Linked DNA regions of Sus scrofa: region 2 is linked to region 1. Evidence: chromatin contacts called from public Hi-C data. All regions are on one chromosome and are shown on one strand. The core of a region is the stretch at or near the end of the contact, and the rest is flanking DNA. Distances in the headings are between cores, read along the strand shown.

Evidence for each region. Hi-C and Micro-C count contacts between places; a contact is called where the count stands out from the background.
Region 2: a Hi-C map of skeletal muscle shows a contact between it and region 1, with 3 times the contacts expected there. The contact joins the promoter of AVEN here to the promoter of EMC4 in region 1. A contact is called at or near these places in 10 of 47 Hi-C or Micro-C datasets (embryonic fibroblasts, fibroblasts, heart right ventricle and 4 more) and 2 of 2 datasets of contacts at active chromatin or transcription factors (alveolar macrophages and skeletal muscle).

Annotation. Positions count from the first base shown.
Region 1 is chr7:80,265,461-80,273,411 of Sscrofa11.1, forward strand. EMC4 (ER membrane protein complex subunit 4) reads right to left here and starts at 5,231. Exons shown (of 5, transcript NM_001243441.1): 1 at 5,023-5,231; 2 at 4,589-4,703; 3 at 2,057-2,210; 4 at 1,366-1,526; 5 at 541-1,119. The coding sequence starts at 5,108. The coding sequence ends at 1,084. SLC12A6 (solute carrier family 12 member 6) reads left to right here. Exons shown (of 26, transcript XM_021099330.1): 26 at 1-875.
Region 2 is chr7:80,442,526-80,450,476 of Sscrofa11.1, forward strand. AVEN (cell death regulator Aven) reads left to right here and starts at 4,812. Exons shown (of 7, transcript XM_021099909.1): 1 at 4,812-5,446. The coding sequence starts at 5,198.

The sequences.
Region 1 (7,951 bases), core at 3,981-6,480:
TATAGCCCCTACTTCAGCCCCTAAAACACAATCACTGTTACATGGGGAAGTGGTTATTAGGCCAGATATATACTCATCTCTGTCTAGGGCATTTCATGTCTATGTGTTGCTTATGTTGTTTGTCTGCAGAATGTCTTGTCTCTTGTAATCACTGCAAGTAAAGCAATACCGAAAACGTGATGAGAATGCACCTTAGGGGAAGGGGCTTTTGTTTCAAGAAGGAAGAGAAAGACCTCCTCCTGCCTTTTGAATGAGATCCAGCTTTTGAGTCTCAGCTATGACTTTACCAGGGCAGGTTATGACAATATTCATTCTCCAGCTGCTGGCCCTCTGCCTTTTATAGCTATCTTAAAAGCTTAAGTTTGAATTGCAGCATCTGTTTGACAGGTGCCAGGTTCCTCTTGGCAGGGGAAAGATCACTATTTTATATCTTCCATTGCCTCAGAATCCTGTGACCCCAATGATTCCGCCAATCCTCATTCCCCCAAATGTGTTAAAAATCCATTTTTTGTGCATATTAAAGTAGCAATTACACGGTAATGTGCTCTATTTGTCAGATTTATTTTTCTTTTCATCATGTATAATCTGAATCCAGCATTAGTTTCTCACATCTTCCACAAGTATCTCCAATAGAATTTTTACATCCCAGCTTGTGTTAAATAGAAGTGAAATATTGAGGAGGATAGATTTAAAGGAAACTTGCGCAACTTTTTAAAAAAGCATTGTTCTCAACCATTTAATTTATTAAAAGGAGACGCTGCTGTGGTTCTTGATTTGGCAGCAACCATTCTTTTGTTTACATAGTTATGGGTTTATTTGTTGTTTTGCTCTATACTGGAAACATAAATAAAGTTTTCTACATTATTTTCAGTCAAGGTTGTGGTATAGTTTCTTTGTATTTGTACTGATATGTACACATTGTCTTTCTAGGCTTTGTCTCCTCACCAGAGAGAAAAGACAACTTTGGGTTCTTTTCAGCAAGTGATAATGTTAAGGGTTAGTATGCTGAGGAGGAGCCACTGGGCATAAAGAAGGTTGTAAATGAGATCCAAATACATAGCACCACATGCTGTTTTCTCAGGTTCACAAAAGCAGTCCTCCACCACTGAACTCCATCCTCTGAAACAAGAAAAAGTGCACAGGTGAGTGGTGAATGAGTGTTGAAATAACTTCCTGAATTAAGTATTTAATACTTTATCACAAGCTCTATTTGCTTTATCCTCAAAAAATAACAACTTTCAAACTCCTAATGGATCTTATTTCTTAAGAAATGAACTTTAACACCAACTCTTGATTCCCCACCAAGTGCGTCAGCTATTTATTTACTGCACACCTGTCCCAAATTTAATTTCCCCTTTGGCTTACCTCAGGGGGCTCAATGAAGGCTAACCAATCTGATGCATGTGTAGGCAACAGTCCCATTGACTGGCACTTATACACAGCCAATGCCAGACCCATAAGGTTCCCAATGAGGTACACCAAACCCTGAAGAAACTTCTGGCTTGAACTTTCTAGCATCTTGAAAGCTGTTGGGGTAATAGAAAGTGTCAAAAACCAAAACAACTTATTTCCCCCCAACATGAATCAGGCCATATATTAAAATAATATAAATAATACAGACAGTCCCATAGTAACATGGCAAATAGAAACATTAAAGGTGAACAAAAACCACGGAGAGCATCATTTTCCCCTCCATGCCACCACCACCCTGCACACACTTCCACTGCAACTAGCCAATAGGGAGCTGTGCCAAAGATGTCCAGGATGGGTTTACCCAAGAATCTGCCTTTGATTCTTTTTTTTTTTTTCTTCCGTTTTTCAGCCACACTTACAGCATATGGAAGTTCCCAGGCCAGGGATCAAATCCAAGCCCCAGCTGCGACCTATACCAGAGCTGCAGCAACACCGGATCCTTAACCCACTGCACCGGGCTGGGGATTGAACCAGCAACGCCACAGAGATAAGCTAGATCATATACCCACTGCACCACAGCAGGAACTCCTTGCCTTTAATTCATAAAGCTTAGAGGAAGGGTTATTATTTTAAGAGTACTTACTGGCTGAAATGGCCATAAGTGCCTGAATAGGTCGCCAAGCCATCATACACACCATCATAGTAGGGAAGATGGAGATGGTATTGCCTGCCATGTACATGATGAAGAGGTTCATGGGAATCTGTTTGAGGGGACCCAGGGCGATGTCCCAGCAGCGCTAAAACAAACAATTTTAACCTCTGATCATTATTTCCACATCTATCATATCACTAACGTTACAGGTAAACAATTCCTAAGTCTGTGCTTCTGACTGAGCTGCCTCAGTTCTACTACCTCTGCCCTTCTCCCACATTGCCACAGGAAGCTCACTCTTCCACTAAAGATAAGGTGTCCTCACATTTTGTTCTTCCCTCTAGGTTTCCCCAGATGTTATTTTCCCCCATGACTTTAGCCAAAGAAAAGATTCCCTGCTTTGGGGTTTTTGTTTGTCTGTTTTTTGCTTTTTAGGGCTACACCTTCGGCATATGGAAGTTCCCAGGCTAGGGGTCAAATGAGAGCTGTAGCTGCACAGCCACAACAATGTGGGATCCGTGCCTTGTCTGCGACCTACACCACAGCTTAGGGCAATGCAGGATCCTTAACCCACTGAGCAAGACCAGAGATAAAACCTGAAACCTCATGGATGCTAGTGGTGTTTGTTACCACTGAGCCACAATGAGAACTCTACAAAAGTGGAAATTTGAATAGTTTTGTAACTTTAAGAAACTCTGTAATTAAGCCAAGATGGTGTCCCCTGGCAAATTCTAAATATTTGAGGGAAAAATAAAGCCAAACTTACTCTTTCAAATAATAAAAAAAATTAACCCATTACCATATATGGGACCTCATAAATACCAAAACCTGACAAAGACATTATGAGAAAAGTCTACAGACCAATATCACTCATGAACCTAAAAGAAAAACCCTGAACAAAATAGCAACAAAGTAAATCTAGCTATATAAAAAGAATAATATATCACTGAGTTTATTCACATAAAAGAATAAATGGCCATATCTGTAAATAGTTTCCTAATGTGTTATTTACACAGATCATTTATCTGGGAGTTTAAATATCAAATCCATATAACAACTGTTCTAAAATAAATATTTTATAATAACCTACCTTTAAAACCAGGCCATTTTCTTCTTTTTTTTTCTTTTTAGATCCATAGGTGCGGCATATGAAAGTTCCTAGGCTAGGGGTTGAATTGGAGCTACAGCTATCAGTTTATGCCCCAGCCATAGCAATGCAGGATCCAAGCCACATGTGTTACCTATACCGTAGCAACAACGGATCCTTAACCCACTGGAAGGGGCCAGGGATTGAACCCACATCCTCATGGATATTAGTCGGGTTTGTTACCATGGAGCCACATTGGGAACCCCCCAAATCAAGCCATTTTAATAATACCTTACTATCATGTATTATTTACATTATACTTTGATGTACCAAGATGAAAAATGATAGGAAATTCAAGAAAATCACTGACATAACTCTGTCCTTTCATGTTGTGAAAAATCACTACATTTCATGAAACAAAGATTATTTAATATTGAGCAATATTAAGCCTGAGAGAAAAGGAAGTGCCAGGCACAGTTCTAGGGACTTGGAAGACAAAATTTTGCTCTCGTGGAAGTTACAAAGTGGGGGGAAAAAAAAAAAAAAAGGTAATAAGTAACCTATATCACATATATGAATGACAGGAGAAACACAAAGTAAGAAAATAAGATCGAGAATGCCATGAGAGTAGAATTCACTGAGAAGGTAACATCTGAGTTGAGACAGCAAGTCATACTGGTATCTGGAGGAAGAGTATTCCAGGGAAGGTGAAGAACAAGTACAAAAAGCCTGGAATAGAAGCTCACCTGGCATATTTAAGAATCAGCAAGGAGGCCATTCTGACTAGAGGCGTGAACAACAGGTAAAGTAGTAGGTGATGAAGTCGCTTAGCTCAAGAGATGGCAGATTAAAGCAGTAAGAAGTAAGATTTCTAATCTATTTTAAAGGTAAAACAAACAGACTAACCTGACAAATTGGTTGTGTGGTATCGGGGAACTAAAATAGAAAAGACGACTTCAACTAGAAGTTCCCGTCCTGTCTCAGAGGTTAACGGATCCGACTAGGAATCATGAGGTTGCGAGTTCGATCCCTGGCCTCGCTCAGTGGGTTAAGGATCCCACGTTGCACGTGGCTCGGATCTGGCGTTGCTGTGGGTGGGTCGGCGGCTTCAGCTCTGGTTAGACCCCCTAGCCTGGGAATCTCCATATGCCGCGGAAGCGGGCCTAGGAAAAGGCAAAAAAAAAAAAAAAAAAGACTTCAACTGGAACACATAACCAATTCATTATCAACCTATTATATGTTTTTTAATTTTTCCAGTTATTGAGCACTTTTGAGGCTGATACGTCAACCAATATAACACCAACCTCCAGCAGTTTAGCTACCAGATATTCTGGCTAGCCATCTGCAGTAAGATATTAATATGCTGCCTGGGAAGGGAGGTGGGTGTGTACGTCAGGACTGGCCCAAGGACTATGATGACATCTATACCTCTGTACCTTCTCCACTAGGATCCGGTCTGTCTCTTGCACGCTGGTATCAGGCACTTGCTTGTCCAAGTAACCAACGGGGTACAGCGAGTCTCCCTGGCCACCGCCCCGGTCACTTCGGCCCCTGGAGACCAAAATAAAAAAATTAAGGCCACAGCCTCGTACACTTCATACCCCACATTCATTTCCTGTTCTAATCTCAGGAATAAATATTCTCAGATGTATCCACCCAGATTACACCAAGCCCTCTTGTGGGCTCCTCAGAACCTTCATCTATTGGGAAGAATGACAAAAGCATGCTTCGGACACAGAAACCTCCACGGCAGAGAAGCCGCGACCTCCCCAAGAATTATCTTTGCGCCATCCATCAGAGTTGTGCCCGGGGGCTCAGGTCCTGTTCTGGGGTGAAGGCTCTGATGTCGAGCTTTGCCCAGGCTCCTCACCTGCTGCCTCCTCCAGGACCGCTCAGCTCAATCGCCCACTTGAAGCGCCGGCCTCGGTTAGCCACCAAGCTCCCCTGGGCCGTCATAACAGCGGTCGCCTACCAAAGCTGCAAAGCTTCCAACTCTGAAACCGAGCCGGGGCTCAGGCCCACTGCGTCTGCGGCTGCTAGGGCCCGCTTTTGCACCACTTCCGGCGCGTACGTATATACGTCATTTCCTCCACGGAATTTGTCCGGGCCGATCGTAGAGAGCGCTTGGAGCGCAGAGATGCGAGGAGGAAAATGGGCAGATACTAAAGCTTTCTAATGTGCCTTCCTACCTTTCTGAAGAGCTCTACTAGGTGTCCCCTGACCTCTGAGGTGCGCTTTATGGGTTAGAGGGAAAGTCCACACTGACTGCCTTAAGGGTGGAATCCAAGAAAACCTATGGAGCGCCCGCCTGCTCCCGGGATCACGAAGATTCAAATCTCTGTTTAAATCCTGGTTTTCCCACTGATTGTTTGACCCTGAGCCAGTTATTTAGTGGCTTCTGTGTGTTGAATGTCCTGGACCTTTGTGTTTATTATTTCATTTAATTATCTTAGTAACCTTGCGAGGTAGATCGTTTTATCCCTGTTTTGCACAAAACCTAGGAGGCAGTGTAGGCACATGTTAAGGCTCTTGGGTTCCAGATTATGGTGGTCTCTTTTACTGTTTTTCCCCCTTTTATAACCAATGTTGCGGCGAACTTCCTTGTACATCTTTTCTTATTTCCTTAAATTCCTAGATGGGTAAATTGCTGGATCAAAGATTATGCATGTTTTTTGTTTTTGTTTTCTTTTCTGGCCGCTCTTTGTCAAGCAGAACTTTTTATTAGAGTAGATAGCTTGTGCACAGAGAGAAGGTGGGGGGAAAAAAGTGCCAGCTCCCTGAGTAGAAGGGGCAAGATGCATTTATGAACAAAAGGGAGGGATTGTCTCATGATCACTGATAATTTCCAGAAATCATCAAACTTTTTTTAAGCTTTTTATGAAATTTTTAAAAATTTTTCTTATTTAATTTATTTATCATCAAACTTCTTTGATCAGCAGGTTATCAGCAGGAATAGACTGCTTCTGTGAGGGGGAAAAATGCATGAGAATTTTCTGCAGGAAAGCACCAGAGTAGATACGGTTTAAATTTATAGTTGAGCTTCTCCTCTTATGGCAACTGGTTATGCTAGATAAACTAGTATCTAGTCACTAGGTGTAGAGATAAAGTTAATTTTTTTTTTCCTTAGTGCCACACATGCAGCAAATGGAAGTTCCCAGGCTAGGGGTTGAATCGGAGCTGTAAATGTCTGAGTACACCACAGCTACAGCAACGAAGGATCCAAGCTCCGTCTGCAACCTACACCCCAGCTCACTGGGCAAGGCCAGGGATCGAACCCCAATCCTCAAGGGTCCTAGTCAGGTTCGTTAACTGCTGAGCCACAAAGGGAACTCCCATAAAGTTAATTTTTTATACCAGCAAGCCTGGTATTTGTCTCTGGGACTCAGACCTGTATGCCCAAGGCCATTCCCTGGTCCTTTTACAGAATAGCTGTGCTTTTATCTTCCTGTCTCATAACACATTGCATTGTTTGTTGACAGACCCTGAGCACTTAATCTTTACACACACACATGCACTTCTACCCCAAATTGCTTGAGGGTAGAAGCTGCATATTAATTTTCTTTGATTCTACAACCTATCGCCTTGTACATATAAAGTACTGAACAAATGTTTAGTGAATGTGAGTAAATTAATTGAAAGTAAATATAATACAAAACTGGATATACTATCATTAATTACATTTATGTAAAATAAAATGTGAAAACCAGAAGGGAATGCATTAAAAATGTTATATATTGTGGAGTTCCTGCTGTGGCACGATGGGATCTATGGTGTTTTGTGAGTGCTTGGATGCAGGTTCAATCCCCGGTCTGGCACAATGGGTTTAGGATCCGGCATTGCAGCTGCTGCAGCTAAGGTCACAGCTATTGTTCTGATCTAATCCCTAGCTGGGAACTCCATATGCTGCAGGGTGGCCAAAAAGGAAAAAAAAAAAGTTATGTATCTTAATCTGGGTGATGATTTCCATGCAGTTTTGTCTGGTTTCCAAGCTATTCTTGTTATGCTACTTTAATAAATTTTAAAGGAAGTCTTTAAAAAGAACATTGCCAGTCATTCAAATTATATATTCCTTCCCTTTTAAAATACTCCCCTATTTGACGTAAATTTAAATTTTATTGGAGTATAGTTGACTTACAAAGTTGTGTTAGTTTCAGGTATGCGACAAAGTCACTTATACACATATGTATATACATTCCTTTTCAGATTCTTTTACCATATAGGTTATTACACAGCATTGAATAGATTAGTTGGGATTGACATATGCATACTACTATGTAAAATAGGTAATAAAGAATGTATAAAACAGGGTAATCAATTCAAAATTTTTTTAAACTATAATTCAGTTTCTTTGGCTTTAGTAGGCTACTCCAGGTCTTTTATCCCTTTATTGTAGGAATCTTTATAGGGTTGTTAAAATATGTCCCAAAGAAATTGAAGATTTGGGGACTGAACTGAGGAAACGTCTCAAGGTCAAATAAGTTTGGGAAATATTGCATATTGTATTCTGCTTGTACATTCCAGAGACTCTCAGTGCAGTTAGTGAAATAGCATTAAAACCACAAGAAATGGTGGTTCTCTTTGTGGCTCAGCAGAAACGAACCCGACTAGTATCCAAGAGGATATGGGTTTGATCCCTTGCCTCTATCATTGGGTTAAGGATTGTTATTTCCATGAGCTATGGTGTAGATGGTAGACGTGGCTTAGATCCCCAGTTGCAATGAGTGTAGGCCAGTGTAGGCTGACCGCTGCAGCTCCAGTTCGACCCCTAGCTTGGAAACTTCCATATGCTGCACCTTCAG
Region 2 (7,951 bases), core at 3,562-6,061, 180 kb after region 1:
TTAATTCCCTGTGCTAGACTGGACTGGGGATCAAACCGGCATCCCTGCAGTGACCTGAGCTGCTGCAGTCAGATTCTTAGCCCAGTGCACCACGGAGGGAACTCTGGAAAGTCATTTTCTTTTCCTTTTTTTTTTTTTTTTTTAGGGCCACACCCACAGCATATGGAAATTTCTAGGATAGGAGTTGAATTGGAGCTGTAGCTGCTGGCATAGCCACAGCCACAGCAACACTGGATCATTAACCCCCGAGCAAGGCAAGGGATTGAACCCGCATCCTCATGGATACTAGTTGGGTTCTTAACCTGCTGAACCATGATGGGAACCCCTGGAAAGTCTTTGCTGATTGCTTCCACTTCTCTCTGAAATAGAAAGCAAGATCAGCAGCTGGCAGTGAGGATAGAGTGAGAGAGCAGAAGGGATCAAGCTGTGAATTCTGTATGTTAGGATTTTGTTCTGTTCATTTTGGGGAGTTTTCTACCCCTGACTCCCACTCGCACCATTGTGAGCTGACAGATGGTTCACTGACCCTCATCTTCACCAGGTTACAGGCTAGAGATCTTGGCCTGAAAGTATAGCTCCTACCAGGCTTCCTCCCCCAGCAGCCTGAGCACACACCTCAATAGTGGATGCAGCTGTTCAAAACACAAAGTAAATAAAATGACATCTTTTTGAGAGAACTTAATAGTGTTTTCCTATTTGCATTGTTCATAGACTATGCTTCAGAAATCAACTCAAGTATAGAAAACCTGCCTGCTTACAAAGAATCAGGAAGGTGATTTTTTTTCCCCCATAAAAATTGTATTTGCAAGGGACAGTGCCTTTATTAAAAAGTCTTATCATAACATCTACTTGGAGCAGTGAGAGCCTATAAAATCCATGGTCTTGGACTGGGAAATAGGCGGTTTTCTTGTGATGTTTAAACGCCCAATACTAGCTTGATACAGTGGTTCTCAAACCTGAGCATGGATCACAATCACCTGGTTTGGGGGGCGGGGTGGGGAGGTCTGTTAAATCCCTGATTGCTGAGCCTCATTCTACAGTTTCTGATTCTGGGGTGAGGCCCAAGAACTTGCATTTCTAATAAGTTCCCAGGTATGCTATGCTGCGGTTCACATTTTGACAACTATTGACTTAAGGAATTGGCTTCCTTTATTAAAAAAAAAAAAAAAGGTCATATATATTTTAACACATGCAAAAAGTGCAGTTTATTTCCTTAAGGAATTACTTTTGTAATTCAGGACTTTGTTTTTGATGTCTCATGAATACTACCTAAGGGAACATTGAATTTTTTATTCATGCAATGGCATATATTTAAAATCAGGACCATCACGTACAAGCAATAGCAGAAAATCCTCCTTCCCTTCATTATTTATAAAACCAAAAGGTCTCTGGTTTTTTGCAATGCAATAGGTATTTGTGTGCCATTTTCATCCTTAATGACAGACACTGTTCCCATTGGATCAGAATCAAATGAGGAAAGCATACTCAACATCCTAGTTAAAAGGATTTCTGCCAGTCCTCCAATTAGGAAGTGTTAGCAGGGGACCTCCAGTCTCTGTATCCTAAACACTCCTGGTTGAATTGAAAAAAGCCCTTGAATTAATAGATGGGGGGGGGCAGGTAATGTGGTCCCTGGACTCCCTGATGGCATCTGCAGCATAGACTTGAGAACACAGATTCTGAAACCAGACTGGGTGTGAATCTGTTTTGTCACTCATTAGCTTGAGCAAATTACTGAACCCCATTGTGACTCAGTTTTCTTATCTGTAAAATAGAAATAACAGCATTTACTTCATAGGAATATTAATGAAGGTTAACTAAGTTAGTATGCTGGAGAATCCGACTGCAGCAGCTTGGGTTGCTGTAGAGGTGCAGGTTTGATTCCTGGCCTGGGGACTTCCATAAGCCTTGGGTGAGGCAGTAAAAAAAAAAAAAAAAACTTAGTTTGTGATTGCACAGGCAAAAAGTAAATGTTAAACAAATATTAGCTCTTACTCTGCACAAACAAGTCTGTGTCCTAACAAAGTTGGCTTAATCTGAAACTCACTTATCTTTTCAACTTCATAATTTTGGAAGCTTCTTGGGGGATAGTTATATAGTTAAATCAATTTGTGCTGGTGGCTCTCATCCAGGGTGATTTTGCCTCTTGGGACAAGTGTCTGGTTGTCACATCTTGCGAGGGAAGGGTCCACTTAGCAAGTAGAGGCTGGGGATGCTGTGAAATTCTGCAATGCACAGAACAAGCCACTACCACTACAGAAACTGGTCCAGCCCTACATGTGCCAAAGTTAAGAAGCCCTGATTTGTGCTGTCTTGGTGAGAGCCCGAATCTGTGCTATGCTGATAAATATTTAACAACCTGTTTTTGCCCCCACTTCCAACAAAGTCCTGATTTGCAGAAAATTGCCAATGGCTGTGGTATAAAAAGTCCCACTTTTTCAAGCAACCAACTTCATGTCACTGCATGTAGGATTAGGAAGAGATAATGTACCAAATCGGTATAGTTCCTAGCCACACAGGGGATGAGGGCCCAGGCTGTCCAGTGGCTTCTCCTTTTAGTTCCTTTGTAGGGGTGCAGAGGAAAGGATGAAACTTTTGTTACTATTCCCATCTTCCTGTTTAGTGTTTCTTTAGGGGTGGGATTATGAATTTGAGAGTTTAGCATGAGGATGAATAACTTAATCCTGAGTACCTCTGATGGTCTTAATTTCACCAGACAAGGGGAAAAAGGGGGGGGGGGCAATAGGATGTGGAGAAATAAAAGGGAAAGGCTGGAAAAGAGGGAAAAGGAAAATTGATGTACTGTATGAGAATAGTGTCTGTTGACAAAAATGTTAACTATTAAATAACAGGAAAATATGAAATGTTTAAAAAATACTATTATCCTCACACACATCCTCCCCAACCCTGTATTTCCTCTTGGCTAGTGGTATCATTAATAACCTGGTCATTGAAGCAAAACACATGGGAAATCACCCCTGCTTCTCACCCTGACAAGTGGACAATGAAGTCTATCAATTCTCTCCTATCTGTCCTATTATCTTTCTTTTGGGTCTTAATTTAGGCCCTAATTATTTGTGACTTGGATTCTTCCAGTAGTTTCCTAATGGTTGCCTAGAATTCTGATTCTCCTCTACAGAATGGTTTTGAGCAGAGCGGTTAGCTGCACAGAGTCTGAGGCCAGACTGTCCTGGGTTTGTTTACTAGCTGTGTGATTTTTTGAAGTTACTTCTTTTATACCCTCATCATTGAAATAGGGACCACACTAGTACTACCAAATAGGGCTGCTGTGAGGTTTTAAGACAGTGCTGCATGGGAGATACTTAGAACCATGCTGTGTTAAGATTGTTTCTCTCCAGTTTACAATCCTTCACTGGTTCCCTACTCTCACCTATGAACCTAGCAAACTCCTGCTCAACATCAGGCCTTGGGGTCTGTTTCTCATGAAGCCCGAGGCTATTCATTTAGGCAGCTAACTTTTCTTCCTTTGGGCCTTCACCTTGGACCTCTCATTGCCCTCAGCACACTAGTTTAATCACCTGTTTACAGTTTCCTTCCTTGTAGGAAGTGAGCTATTTGAGAGCAAGGACAGAGCCTTTTTACTTTTTTTAAAAAATCTTCAAGGAGTTCCCATTGAGGCGCAGCAGAAACGAATCTGACTAGGAACCATGAGGTTGCGGGTTCGAACCCCGACCTTGTTTACTGGGTTAGGGTTCTGGTGTTGCCATGAGCTGTGGTGTAGGTCACAGACGGGGCTCGGATCTGGCATGGCTGTGGTTGTGGCATAGGCCAGCAGTGGTAGCTCCGATTCGACCCCTAGCCTGGGAACCTCCATATGCCATGGGTGCAGCCCTAAAAAAAAAACTTCAAGATCAAGCACTCAGCCTAACACAGAATGGACAATTAGAAGCAATGAATAATGTTAACTATATATGGATGTAAGACAGGACAGAAAGGACTGGCAAGAAAACACTTGATTTGCAACACTGATTTGATCTCTTAGCCCTTCTTTGTATTGTGTTTATGTGGTTTCTGTAATACATAGTAGTTAACAATGGCTCCCACATATCCATATAACCAACTGTCCTTTTCCCCCTTGGCTAAAACACTAGATCCATATGATGGACTACTTACTGCTTAGCAATAAAAAGGAACAAACTATTAAAACTTAAAACACAGGTGAGTCTTGGAATTCTCTGGTGACCTAGTGGTTAAGGATTCAGCATTCTCACTGCTGTGGCTCCGGTTTGATCCCTGGCTCTGGAACTTCTGCATGTTGAGGGCGTAGCCAAAAAAACCGAACATGGGTGAGGCTCAAACATTTCTACTAAGTAAGTGACAGACACATACATGAATAGACTGCTGTCAGCCTGCCAGAGTTAGAATGGCAGTTCCATCACTACCCAGCTGTGTCACATTAGGCAAGTGGTTTAACCTCTCCAGGGCTATTATCAGCAAAACAAGAACAACAGCAGTACTTGCCTCATAGGCCTGACAGGAGAATTAAATGCTCATGTGCTCAATAAGTGTGCGCTAAAGCAGTCATTTCTACAGTTCTCTTGAGGACAGGCTGCACTGTTCTCTCTACTCCCAGCTGCTTGCATCCCATACTTCTCACCTCAGACTGCCCCCCCCCCGCCTTTCCTCCATACCTTCTACCTAACCCTGACTTCAGTATAACTTTAATGATGACACATATTCATTCTTGAAGATAAGGAGACTAAACAGAAAAAGAGGAAGAATTAACTCACTGGAAGTCTCACCGTACAGTTAACCACTAGCGACATTTTGCTATATACTTTTTAAGACCGCTTCTTATGCAGCTACGCCATAACTATCTATTCTTTTAATAAAAAATCGAGTTCATATTACACAAACTGTTTTATAACCCGTCTTTTACTTACTACGGTCCCTCCCCCAGACCTTCCTTGCCCCCGCCTTTTCAGGTCCCACTGGTCGGATCTTTTCTCTGAACCCCTGGCTCTTCCCAGCCCCGGTTCCGGCTCCACCTGACAGGACCGGGGGCCCGCCCCGCCCCCGCCGCGGCCGGCTTCCAGCCCCGGCCCCGCACCCCGCGCTCGCTGCCACCCGGGGCCCGTCGCTCGCGGCTCCTCCGTGCGGCCCGTTTCCGGTGGGGGCAAGGGCGTCTCCGCGGCTGCCCGACTCCTGCGTGCTCAGCACCGCCGGCGGCGGCCAGATGCAGGCGGACCGAGGAAATCGGGGAGGCCGGGGTCGGCGACCCGGCCGCGGCCGGCCCGGCGGGGATCGCGACCGCGAGCGGGCGGCCACTGCAGCGGCGGTGGCGAGAGGCGGCGGCGGCGGGGATGGAGGCGGCCGGCGGGGTCGCGGCCGGGGCTTCCGGGGCGGCCGCGGAGGCCGAGGAGGAGGCGCTCCGCGAGGCGGCCGCCGGGAACCGAGAGGCCGGGGCGCCGAGGTCAGCGCGCCGGTAAGAGGCGACGGCCGGTGGGACCGGGGCGGGTGGGGCTCCGGGCCACGAGTCTGAAGCGGCGAGCGGCGCGCGGGGCTTGCGTGAGTTGGGCTGCGGCGGCGCCTGCGCGGCTCGGGCGGAGGACTGCGGGGGCGCGCACCGGGGTGTGCACGTGGCGCTGGCGGCTGTGTTCCGATCGCCTCCTCTGCGCTGGGCTGACCTGGAGGGTCAGGTCCGTGGACTTCCCCACCCTTCCCAAGGGGTCCTGGCCCCGTCATTAAAGGACCCAGCGACCGCGGCTCTGTGTTGGCGCCGCAAGTCTAGGGGGCCCCTTGGGTTTGGGTGAGGTGTCAGTATGATTAACCCTTGTGGGGTGCGGGCAGCCAGGACTTGTGCTCCAGGTGCCTTACCTTACGGTTGACATTTCTGTTATTAGAGGGAAGGGATTTTAGGGTCAGTTTTGTTCACTGCCTGTGCAATGCTTGGCAAACAGTAGGCGCATAATAAATTTTTATTGCATGAATGACCCCAGTGGACTGGACTCTTAATATTTGGGGACGGGATCAGATGCATAGTTCTCTTTTTAAATAGCATAGTTCTCTTTTTATTAATATGTGTGGAAATCTGGGGCCAGTGGCCTTTGTCTATCGGAATTCCCAATCTGTAAATGTTTCCGCAGTCAGGTCTCAATTTTAGTAACAATATTCACACATTCATAATTGGAAATGTCTTATAGCTTGGAGCAGGGAACGATTTGGGGCACATTTTTACTGATATTCTAGCTAAAGGAGTTAAATTACTGTCTTTATGAGCTGTTCTGCTGTTATTTTAACACTTGTAGTACAAAACTGTCTTTAAATTTTGAATTCTCATGGCATAGAGTAAAAAATTATTGTAGTTTTTGGTTGAGTTAAAATTTCCCATTACTGAAGTAGTATCTTAAGGGCATAGCAGGTAAGATGTCCCTAAAGATAGTAGTTGCATACAGAATAGAGTTGGAAAAAAAAATCATAGAACTTAAGTGCAGCATATTTAACCTTGTTAGGATAAAAGTAGGTATTGAGTAAAATTTTAGTGAAATATGAAGAAATTAGAATCAGATCACCAGGAAATAAAGGGAGCTGACCAGTCTAGCAAACACCATGTTATCACATTTTGCCTTTATAACATTATTTACATATATGTAAAACATTATTACAACTTACTCTTTTTAGCAACCTGAAGTTGTTTAAACAACTTTATAACAATTTTATTTTATATATACTTTATAATTATAAAATATTCATTTTCATAGGTTAACTGACTTCCTTAAGCTGCCATGGCTGGTGGCAGAGCTGACTTTACACCCAGCTGCCCTTGACTCAACTGTGTTTTATCTCATATTTTTGTGAACCAATCGCTGCTTTACTGAGATCAAAGTGGACACACTTTGGTTGCAGGGATAGTGTTTTAACAGTAATTGTGGTAATGGTACCTTTGATATTTACTAAAGTGTCTGTCACGCGGGCCTTTAATAACAAGTGTCTTTAACTTGTTGAATTGAGTGAATGAAGGTGCTTCTGTCTTCCTCGTCTCTGATGAACCAAATTGAGTAAAATGATGGTATATGATTTAGAGATGAATAATAGTTATTGACTTATGCAAATATTATAACCATTGTATTAAAAGTTAAGGCTTTTTATCTTTTTTTGGAATGGTGTGAAAAACTCCATCTTGTATTTTCTTTTAGGCTTTTTTCACTTCACAGTTTAATGATTCAGTGTGTCAGTGTATGTGGATGCTTGGCACAGGGCCTGGGCATAGATGATGCTACAGCCTCTGTTACCACCACCATCATATTTTCAGGCAAAGCTGGACAAAGAGAGGTTGGAAAGATAATTCCTTCATTTTGGTTTGTGTTGGTGGCCTCTAAGGTCACTGCCACTTCTGAGATTCTAAAGTGCTGTTCATATTTAGGCTTGCTAAGAATACCATTCTTGGTGGCTAAAGACTGAGAGCTCCTGCTGTGGCACAACAGGTTAAGGATCCGGCATTGTTTCTGCAGTGGCTCAGGTTCATTCCCTGGCCTGGTGCGGTGGGTTAAAGATCCAGTGTAACTCACAGCTGTGGCTGGGCTCTGCTTGGACTCAGTCCCTGGCCTGGGAACTTCCATTTGCTGTGGTCATGGCTGGAAAACAAACCAACTAAATGGGACAAGGTTGATTAAGCTGCCTGAGGCGTCCTTGTTCTTTTATCTTGTGGTGCATTCGTCCCTTAGATGGAAATTGACATGATTAGAAAGAAAAAAATTCACAGTAGAGTTTTAGCTGTGTGAGGTCCAGGTACCTAACTCCAAACTTTAATACTGTGTATACTCTTTGCTTTCTACTTTAGACTATTGTGTATACATGGCTTATAAATGGAAAACAGGACAAAATAAAACTAAAGAAAATGACTTCTTGATATGTAATACTCCAAGGTAACTTAGTTGAGTACATTGCCTCTACTTGTCTCTTGCTCTTAAGTCATTCCCTCTGTAGGTGG